Regions from separate parts of the Cricetulus griseus genome. Here region 1 is linked to region 2. The links are chromatin contacts, called in public Hi-C maps. All regions are on one chromosome and are shown on one strand. Each heading gives the region's core, a stretch centred on a gene start, on an enhancer-like site or on the middle of the called end of the contact. The rest is flanking DNA. Distances are from core to core; before and after follow the strand shown.

Region 1 (5,471 bases), core at 2,172-4,671, 290 kb after region 2:
AAAGTTTACTGACAACTGGATTGGCTTTCGGCTTTTCTCACAGCAGGGTTAAACACCCCATATCATACCTTCACACACTATCACTTCATACTGTCATTTCTTGTGTCCTCCCAGTCAATGCAGGTATTGCGTGTGTGTGTGTGTTCACTGTTTCTTTGGGGAACCCTGAGGCTCCAACAGGAACATCAATTGCATGTCATCCCATGCATCCCAACCCTGGGACACACCACCTTAACTGACACCCACAATCCCTAACTGGGCTATGAGACTCTGGCTGGACATCTGGAAGAAACCCAGTACACCCACAATGGACAATGTGATTGACAGTTTTAACTGTCAACCGGACGCAGTGTGCAATCATCTGGAGAGAGAGTCTCAGTGAGGGGCTGTCTAGGTCAACTGGCTTATGGGCGGGTCTGAGGGGACTGCCTTGCTTTTGCTAATCAAGATGGAAAGATCCAGCCCACTGTGGGCAGCGCCATTCCCTCGGCTTTGATCTTGGATTATATGAGAGTGGAGAAAGGAAGCTGAGACTCTCTGGAGTGGATGTGATGTGACAAGCTGCTTCAAGTTCTTCCCACCTCAGTTTCCCCACATTAATGGGTGGAACCCAGAATCAGGAGCCAAATAAGCCTTTTCTCCCCTGGGATCTTTTCATCAGGGTATTGTTTGATCATAGCAATGGGAAAGGAAATTAGGACAAGCAGATTGTCTTTTCTTCAAAGGTCCAGTCAAGGAGGACCTGTGTGACACCTGCCATTAACCATTCATTAAAAAATCTCACAGATGGAGCCGGGCGTCAGTGGCTCACACCTTTAATCCCAGCACTCAGAAGGCAGAGACAGGTGGATCTCTGTGAGTTTGAGGCCAGCCTGACCTATAGAGGTAGTTTTAAGACAGCCAGGGCCACATAGGGAAACTCTGTCTCAAAGAATAAGAAGAGGAGGAAGAGGAAGAGGAGGAAGAGGAAGAGGAGGAAGAAGTAAAGAAGAAAGAGAAGGAGGAACAAGAAGAGGAGGAGGAGGAGAAAGAAAGAAAAAGTGCAGACTGAATGTCACTGGGCACGGATGGTGCCAGTCACTTACAAAGATATCGGTTCCAGAGAGTGGCGGGAAAACCCAGCAAACACCATTACATTCAAATGACCACATAAGCATCACAGGGACAGATCATCTGGTAGCATCCCCCATCTAGGCACCTGGGGGTGGGGCTCTTCCAGCAAGGAGGCTATATCTAGCCAGGAGAAACCTCTAATGACCCTGACTCAATGTCACCTCCAACAGTGGTGCTGGTCTGGCTACAGAAGACTTGATGGAATGGATAGCTAGGTGACACCACTGCTAGAAGAGGCCATTGAGTGAACCTGGCCACCGAGGGTGGGGTGTCAGCCCAGGTGGCACTGATGATGGTGACAGCTGTCATGACTTAGATGTCCCTGTGTGCAGGAAACACACCTGAAGACTGGTGGACTTGGGCAGCATTCCAGCAGCTTCTGTGGAATGGTTAAGGGTCATAACTACAACATTCACAACTTTTCTACGTAAGTGACATTATTTCAGAATCAAAAAAAAAAAAAAAAAAAAAAAAGTAAACAGTCAACCTACAGGTGAGATGCTGGCGCTAGCTCACCAAAAATGAAACATTTGTCTTTGTCGGTGTGTGCGCGCCCTCTTGTGGTGATCATGGCACAGTGCAGCACTTGACACCAGGTGGATCTAGGACTTGGGTGATTTCTCCTGGACCATGCAATGAAGAATCCTCAGAGGTCACCTCAATCATCCCCCTGCCTCCATATTGGCTTTCTTCCCACCTGGATCATAATACTTGCATCTTCTTCAAAGCTGCAGAAGTGCTGAGGACACCCAGAGGACAGGCCCACTATCTGTAGTAACCTACAAACTAGTGAGAGGTGCCTGAACTAGAGAGGACAGGGCAGGCTGGACAACAAGACTGCTCCTGGCCCTCTGCCTGGACATGAGTACAACATCCCTCAACTCTAAACCTCCATGTGTACTACACTGGAAACCGTGAAAAATGCCCTCCCTTCTATAGGAACTAATGAGAGAGAGAAAGAGAGAGAGAGAGAGAGAAAGAGAGAGAGAGAGAGCAGAACACGGTCTGCAGCCACAAGGCCCCGACTGCCAGGGGAAGCCTGGTTCACACCTGCTGCCCAGCCACTAGAATGAGCCTTCTTCTCACTCACAAGTGTCTGAATTTGGGTGCTGAACCATTTGGTCACTGGCCAAGAGCAGACCTTTCCGGGGACGTTAAGTCACATGGTCACTTGCACTCACTTCCTACAGGGCCTTGGAAGGAAGGTTCTCAACAATTCTGAGCCCTTGTCAGTGAAGTGAGTAGCAGTTCATTTGAGTGTTACCTCCATCAAGTCACAAAGAACACATCAGAAAGAGAAGTCTGACGTGAGGAGTAGGATGGGAACTGTGTTCTCAGTGAGCAGCCAGAGGTAGGGTGGCTGGCCAGCAGAGATGTTCCAAAATTTAGGAAGTGAGGCAGATGTGGGCCTCGGGACCCTGAGGAGGGCACAGGTGAACTATCAAGATATTTAATGTCAAGGGTTTTTTGTTGCTGTTGTTTTGTCTTTGTTTTATTTTGTGGACACAGGGTCTCATGTATCCCTGGCTGGCCTCAAAATTCACTATGTAGTCAAGGATGACCCTGAACTTCTTGATCCTCCTGCGTCCACGTTCTGAGTACTAGAATTGAGGGCATGCATCACCACACTGATTCAGATGCTGATAGGGATGGAACTTTGGGCTTTGTGCACGCTGAGCAAACGTTCTATCACCTGAGCCGCATCCCTGGCCTGGGTATTGGTTTTGTGATAAGGAAAGAGAAAGCATCACCCTGTCCTTGCTGAGTTCCAGAATGAGGTGTAGCAGTGGCTAGGCACAGCAGCCCTCATACATGAGTCTGGGCCCCGGGTTTGGTTTGTTGGGTGGATTATTTTCCCAGTGAAGAGGAGAGCGGGAGGGATGGAAGCTTGAGGGTCCTGGAAGATGTCTCATTACACTGCTGTGGGGGAATGGGAGGGTCAGGATTTCTGGGGTTCCACTCTGTGTCTGTCCCCTGGGTAGGCAGGACCTTGATGGGGCAGAGGCGAGGCTAGGGTCTTGGTGGACAGCCTTGGACATGGCCTGCAGAGTGGGGAAGCCCAGCAGCACCCCTATCCCAGCAAGGACAGAGAGAGGAGCAAGCCCAGGCCCTGTGTCTGTCATCAGCAGAGGAAGGGTCAGCATGGATGCAGGGGATGGCAGAGTCAAATGTTCGTAGGACCAAGAGGTGGAACAAAGAATGCCATGGAAACTGGCCCTTGTAAAAGCCTTGAGGTGGGTAGGAGGAGGGGTTTCTGGGTCAGCTTACATTTGAGAGTGAAGAACTATGACTCAGTGCTTCTGGAACTTTCTGTAATGACTAACACAGCACTTACCACATTTTGAGCAGTTGTCTCTCTGTGGCCCTCACTGAAATACAACTTTCGTATTTGTCATGGGTTGTGTGCACACGTTTGCAGTGTTCCCAGAAAGCTCGTCCCCTGCCCTTAAGCTGATGTGACTAAGGTCTGCTCTATGAACAACTGAAAGAGTCTAAAATCTTCTACCAGGTATGGTAGTGACACCTGTGACCCCAGCCTTCTGGAGGCTGAGGCGAGTTTGAAGCCTGAACTACAAGGGGAGACTCTGTCTCAAAAACCCAAAAATAAATTAGTAAAAATAAAAAAAGAATTACTAAGGCCTGGCCAGGGCAGAGTCCCCGCCCTCATAGTGTTCAAATTCCCACAAATTCTCTTCCACCTCCACCTTGAAGACCCTATGGTGTAGGCTCTCCTATCTAGAGGGGGAGCTAAGGCTCAGATATAGTAATGTCCCCCAGGCCTTGCTCTCAAGTGGTGTCCTGATTTAGCAGGAACTCCAGTACACATGCCTGTGCCCACACCTTGTGCTAGGATAGCCTGGGCAGAGGCAGGGTCATGAGCTCTGAAGGTGAGGCTGTGAACAGCACTGGGGAGTTTCCAGCAGGCACAGAGGCCAAAGCAGGGAGCTGGGACAAAGGCAGGCTCCTGTGAGGAAACAGACCTAGGCCCTCCAACCCTGCTTGACACTGGTAGCTGGGAACAGGACTGACCTGCAGAACACTGGCACACCACCCTTCTGGATCACCCAAACAAAGGAGACACTGGCTCCTCTGAGACATGAAGTCACATGTCAGTGTCATAACAGAAGGAAGCCACCCACCGCCACTCAAGCTGGACTCTCTGAAAATGTGGCCCTAGGACCAGTGAGAATAGTTGATGACTGGCAACTGAGACAGCACTGGGCTGCACGGAGCTCAGCTTCTCAAATCGAGTGTCACATGACTGCATGTAAGGTGGTGAAAACTTGGACAATGGTAAGATGTTTCCAAATACACCATGCCCACAAATGAATTAAAAACCCGTATGAGCCGGGCAGTGTTGGCACATGCCTTTAATCCTAGCACTTGGGAGGCAGAGGCAGGTTGATCTCTGTGAATTCAAGGCCAGCCTGGTCTACAAAGTGAATTCCAGGACAGCCAGGGCTGTTACACAGAGAAACCCTGTCTCAAAAAACAAACAAACAAAACAAACAAACAAAGAAACCCACAAAAAACCAAGTGTGATGAATGAACATGAGGTATCTCTAGGAGGACTCACCTATGTTACATGCTATGACTCCTCTGAACCCTTAGTTCTGGTCACACACTGTGTGTCCTCCCTAACATGTGTGCTGTCATGTCAACCACATGATACCAAAAAACAGTCCCAGAAACACCTGGGGGCAGATGTAAGGCTCTTCAATGTTTTGAACTGTGGGGTTTTTACTGTATGTGCAAAAATCTTTGTTCTTATAGAAATGTATCTTTAAATGTTTATAAAGCTTTGGGTATTATTTTTCTGTGTATTATATTTGCCTGCTTGAGTTTATGTGCACCACATGTGTACAGAAACCCACAGAGGCCAGAGATAGCATTAGATCCCCTGGAACTGGAGTTACAGATGGTTGTAAGCTGCCTGATGTGGGTGCTGGGAACTGAACCTGGGTCCTTTGCAAGAGCACCAAGTGCTCTTAACCACTGAAGCAGCTCTCCAGCCCCCAGAATATAATGTTTTAACTGTGGCAAACAAAGATTTAAATGTTTTCCTACCATCATTCCTTAGCACATAAGTACTACATTAGAATATGTCTAGATTACATTGTGTTAGGGTGTTTGATTCTAAAAACTGCTGTTAGAATTGTTGACTTGAGGGTCCAAGAGATGGCTCTTCGGGTAAAGTATTTGTGCAAACCTGCTGGCCTGAATTTGAGCCCTGAAACCCACATAAAGGAGGAAGGAGAAAACCAACTCCACAAAGTTGTCCTCTGATCTCCACAGGTGCACCCAGAGCTGTGTGCCCATCCACATATCACACACACACACAACAACAACAATAATAA
Region 2 (4,855 bases), core at 1,797-4,296:
GTTCTTTTAAAATTCATGTTAACAGTTACATGTTTCAAGCCTTTTAAGAAACCCTTTTTATTTGAAAAATATAAATCATAGTCAAATTTTCAAGATCTTACAGTGCATCGCACTGTAAGGCCTGATGGGAACAAGATGCCGTGAGCGGGCAAGAGCAGTGCCAGGGCTCGCCTCTCCACCTCCCCGCATTTCCACCTTCCTCCCTCCTCCCAGGGAGAACCCAACAAACACATGGGATAGGGTTGTTCCGCTTTTATTTAGTGCATTTAAGATCCTAAAATCATTAGTGGTTTTGTGTTTAGTGCTTTGTTTATAAATTGATTTTATGTAAAAAGAGTCACAGAAAATATTTTAAAGGCAAGTTCTGTGATATGATTGTATGGTGTCACCTGTGTACATGTGTGTGTGCGTGCATACGTGTGTGTTTAATGCACCCAGATCTTCCATTGGGTCCTTAGGGTGAGGAAAGAAACACTTCCTCATCGAATGGGAAATAACACCAGCTTCCAGGACCTAACAACACAAACTGATTATGTGTTCATATTTGCTTGTCAAAAATGCCTGAATTATTTGCAGGCTTTTGACAAGCTGTGCAAGTTGCACAGACATAAGGCACCGCATGACCCTCGGCAGCCAGGCAGCCTCCCCACCCTCAGTGTGAAGAGGTGCTCCGAAAAAACTGCCTTGCTGCTGCTCCTCTAGTTAAATGATGGCCACAGTTTGGCTAGGTGCTTTTAAAAACATTTAAAAAAAATAACAAGAGGTGAATTCCAGCTGTATTTTACCTCTAGATGTACTACATTGCTGTTTAAAACCAGATAACTGAGTATTTCCCTCAAAGAGCTTTCTGAGCAATGCCTCCATTTCATAAATCTAAACAAAACTGTCTCTCTATAGCACCTGATATCTAGACCAACATAAAATGATAGGGTCAACTATTTGGACAGAAATGCCAATAGTTTGATCAAAATCTATATAATAAATGTCCCATTTTAAAATGGCTTGATACTGATTTTCATGGGGTCAGTTTCATGAAAAGGATCTTTAATATCATAAATGAATATATGTTATTAACATGTTACACAGGGCAGTGTGTAACATGCTTTCTCAAACAGTCATTGCTCCAATGTCACAGGAACAATACCCACTCATTCTATTAAATTATTAAAAATATAACAAACAGCTAAGAGTACATCCTAAAGTTAGGATGTAACTCTTATTCCTTAAATACCTTATTTAAGTCTGAATCTTGGAGTCACAAAACAAAGCACAATCCCCCATGTCTCTCAGTAGACTTCTAGAAACTTCTGTCCTCATCAGAAAGTTTGTGTGCCATGCAGCAGTTGCCCCAGGCTGCAAAGCCGCAGCACTCCACCAGCTAAGCCAATATTAATTCTAGGCCGAGGAGGAAAACCAACAACAACAAAAGAGAAATCTGCTGCTGTCTGTACAGCCAGAGAAGTAATATTTTTACTTCAAGGGCTTTGGGGCTCCTGGGAAGCAGACAAAAACCTCTTCACATTATTCACACTGACGTTTTAAATAAAGTTCCAACAGGAATAAAAATATCTAACTTTGTGCTTATTTCTTAGACTAGAAAGTATTTCTAGGATAAAGTGCTCTTAATCCAAACCTGTAAGGATAATATAAAGCAAATTCAGAGGCCGGGAGTGACTGAGTGCTGAGGATGACCTAGGTAGTTGAAAAACAGAGGAAACTTGGATGAGTTAGTCTGGGATAAATAAGCAAGTTAGAAACAGTTTGACAAATTTAATCCTAAAATTAATCTTGTCCTTCCTTCTAATTTCACTAAAATACACATTTAAGAGCACTGAAAGGAGCCAACAGTTATAAATGTATTTTCAAACTACATAGATTTCACCTTAGGAATAGCTTTTAGTATTAGAGATTATGTCAAATAGTTTACTAGTTAGAACAGAGCACCATTCCCAGGAAATCCACAGCACAGGAAGAGGCCAGTCCTCCCCCGCACCCCCCCCCCAGCACCTCAGCCCCAAGCTAGCAGCAATGGGGATGCAGGCTGTCAGACTGCATGTGAGGGCTTTGCCTCCAGCACTTTGCTGCAGTAGGAGATGCTGCCGCACTGGCTTTGGGTTGGGAATTCTTGCTTATGCGTTGCTATGTTACACGAGGGTGTGCCACTGGGAAGGAGGATGCTGTGGGGTGGTTTCCCTTTTTTTTTTTTTTTTTTTCTAGTGGTAAGCCTACTATGCAAACTATCCTAAATTCCTCTACTAATTTTTTTTTTGCTGTCAACTTTTCCCCCTCCCTGTTAAATTATGCCACTAGTTCATTCAAAGAGTTATCAATCACAACGAAAAATCAGAATGAGCTACAAAGAGATCTTTTAAAATAAGTCTACATCTTTCATAATCATTACTAATTACAGACAGAATGAAAGCCACTTCGCTTTTTAAAAAAATCCCAAGGACAAAAGAATCAGTCCTAACTTATAAACCTGCATTCTATCTTACACCATTAGTAAGTGGCTTGGAACCCTTTTTAGGATTAGGAGTTGGCAGGAGCAGCTCATTACTTACATGTGCTTTTCTCTGATTAATATATGGCAAACTGACACCGTAGTTCTCTTTCATAGCAGCTCTGTGGTGCGTGTTCTCCGGATCCTGCATGATCTTTACATTCAACTCTGTCATTGGCTGGAACAAAGAAACAATGAAACTTTTAATGTAAAATGAACAAAAATGCTTACTAACATTTTATATCCCTGGAGGAAAATAAAACTTTTGAAAAATAAGGAGTTCAATGCAATTCTCACTGGGGGAAAAAATGGATCTTTTATGTAAGCTGCAAATCAATCCCTTTTATTCAGAGAAAAGGAAGATTTTCCTCTGTGTGTTCTGTTTGTGCACTAATATATCCTCAGACACCATTAACTTACTCAAAAAATAATGCTCCATGTCAACCAGGATGGACAAAGGACAAGCAAGAATCTCTCATCTCAATTTATTTCTGGCTTTCCAGGTCAAAGACTTAGTGAATAAAATCTATACTCCAGACAGGCAGGTAGAGGGCTCTCTTGGTCTGTTAATGTGGCCATATTCCTCTAGGGACATTACAAGGTAGCTGTTGGTTTGGACATGATAAACTTTTACCACACCAAATGTTTATGTCTCTGCAGAGATTTTGCCACCAGTAATTAGCACTTTCATCAGGAAAAGAAACCAAAAAGCATCTTGTTCCAATGACCTGTTCTTCATTTTAAAGGATTCCTATCAGAATGATGATGGTGGAGGGCATTGAAAGGATGTCACAAGACCTAGATGACCACCCTAGCCTGGACTGCTGGGTGGGACTCAGAAAAGTCACCTCACTTCTCTGCAAGTCAACCTAGTTGCTTGTCAAGGGCAGTAGCTGGGTGTGATGCTCTCATGAGGCACTGCCCTGAGCACCTATAGTCTATGACTTCAGGTTAAAATGACAGTTGGCACTTTGGATCACTTGTGAGATGTTGTATGCCTTTTGTCCCACAATACATTTTACAGACCTGTGGTTTTGTTCACAAAGCTAAGCCAGCTCAGTGCTATCTAGTTCCAGAACATTTTTATTTCCCCCAAATGAGACCTTACATCTATTAGCAATCACTCCCTAGTCCTACTTCCCCCTATCCCAGCAGCCACTAGGACACTTTCTGTCTCTACTCATAACTAACTCTATTCTTGGCATTTTGTACAAATAAAAGCACAGTATCTGGACTTTGTTTACTTTTAAAGTAACTTGGAGGAACTGAGAACAACTAGAAAATTTGATTTGGGTTCAATCAAATATTTTAGTTCAGAGGATGATTGGGAGCAAGTGGCTGCAGTGACACAACAGAAAGCTCCAGAGTCCACGTATTTCTTCCAACTTAAGCATTCATAAAAACACTGAAGTCAGTGTGGAGAGGAAGGCTACAAAAAGGACAAAGGGACCGATCTAGTAAGGATGAGGCTATTCCTAACATGCACTCCACGAGTCCCTCTGTTTTTAATTGCTCTCGAATAACCAAATCTCCAAAAAACTCCTCAACTGCCCTCTGTATTTAACCCATCTGGAAACACATGTCATAAACCAGGCATGTCTTGTGACTTTCTCCTTTAAGTACACGTGGTAACAGAAGTAACATGGAGCCCAGTCACAGATGGCTTTCCTTCTGTGGCTAGCCCACACTCACAGCACTCCTCCGGCATTTTTGCAGAGAGCTGAGTGCCTTTTGTAAAAGTGAAATTAATACCTGAACATAATTTTTTTCCTCCTTAATTAAACTTTCAGGATAATTTCCATCCTACCAAGGATCAGGAAATTGCTAATATGTATTATATCGACTAGTTGTGGTTTCTGTAATTAGGATGCTTTAAGAATGTGGATGGTGGATACAATTGATGGTAATGGCTTCATCTATCATGTCTCAGCTTCGTTAGAACTTTTAATTCTGGGATCCCTGGCTCAGTGGACCAGACAGGCTTTCTTAGTTTTATTATGCTCCATCAACTTTGAGTGGTCCAGGGCTGGCTTGGGGAAGAGGTGCCCAGGGTTGCTGTGAGCTCCAGCAGTAAGACCCAGTTCTTTTCTGCCCTATTTTACATGTCTGGGGCACAATATATCTGGAACTAAATCACCAGGCAAACAGAAATGGGAGGTTGGAATATGACTCTTATTGTGGGCTCCTAGAACGATGACCCTAAAATTATTAATAGTCTCATCTTCACCACATTGGCGCTAAAGCATAAGTTTATCAAAATGTAATACACAGCCTGCATGATTTGAAAAATATTGGATTCTGGGCATGGTAACACATGCCTACAATCCTAACATTTGGGAGGTGGAGGCAGGAAGA

Evidence for each region. A called contact is a pair of places that touch in the nucleus more often than the background predicts.
Region 1: a Hi-C map of fibroblasts shows a contact between it and region 2, with 2.6 times the contacts expected there. The contact joins two enhancer-like sites. A contact is called at or near these places in 3 of 8 Hi-C or Micro-C datasets (the CHO-K1 cell line, fibroblasts and liver).

What each region holds. Positions count from the first base shown.
Region 1 is chr4:175,372,395-175,377,865 of CriGri-PICRH-1.0, forward strand. No RefSeq gene overlaps it. Among named protein-coding and RNA genes, the nearest start is that of Smad3, 91 kb to the left of the region's middle. Within about 2 kb of position 3,422, at least 2 of the 6 cell types and tissues checked have open chromatin away from gene starts, as enhancers often do.
Region 2 is chr4:175,080,110-175,084,964 of CriGri-PICRH-1.0, forward strand. It overlaps Iqch (IQ domain-containing protein H), which reads right to left. Exons shown (of 22, transcript XM_027414782.2): 5 at 2,562-2,678. Among named protein-coding and RNA genes, the nearest start is that of Iqch, 37 kb to the right of the region's middle. Within about 2 kb of position 3,047, at least 1 of the 6 cell types and tissues checked has open chromatin away from gene starts, as enhancers often do.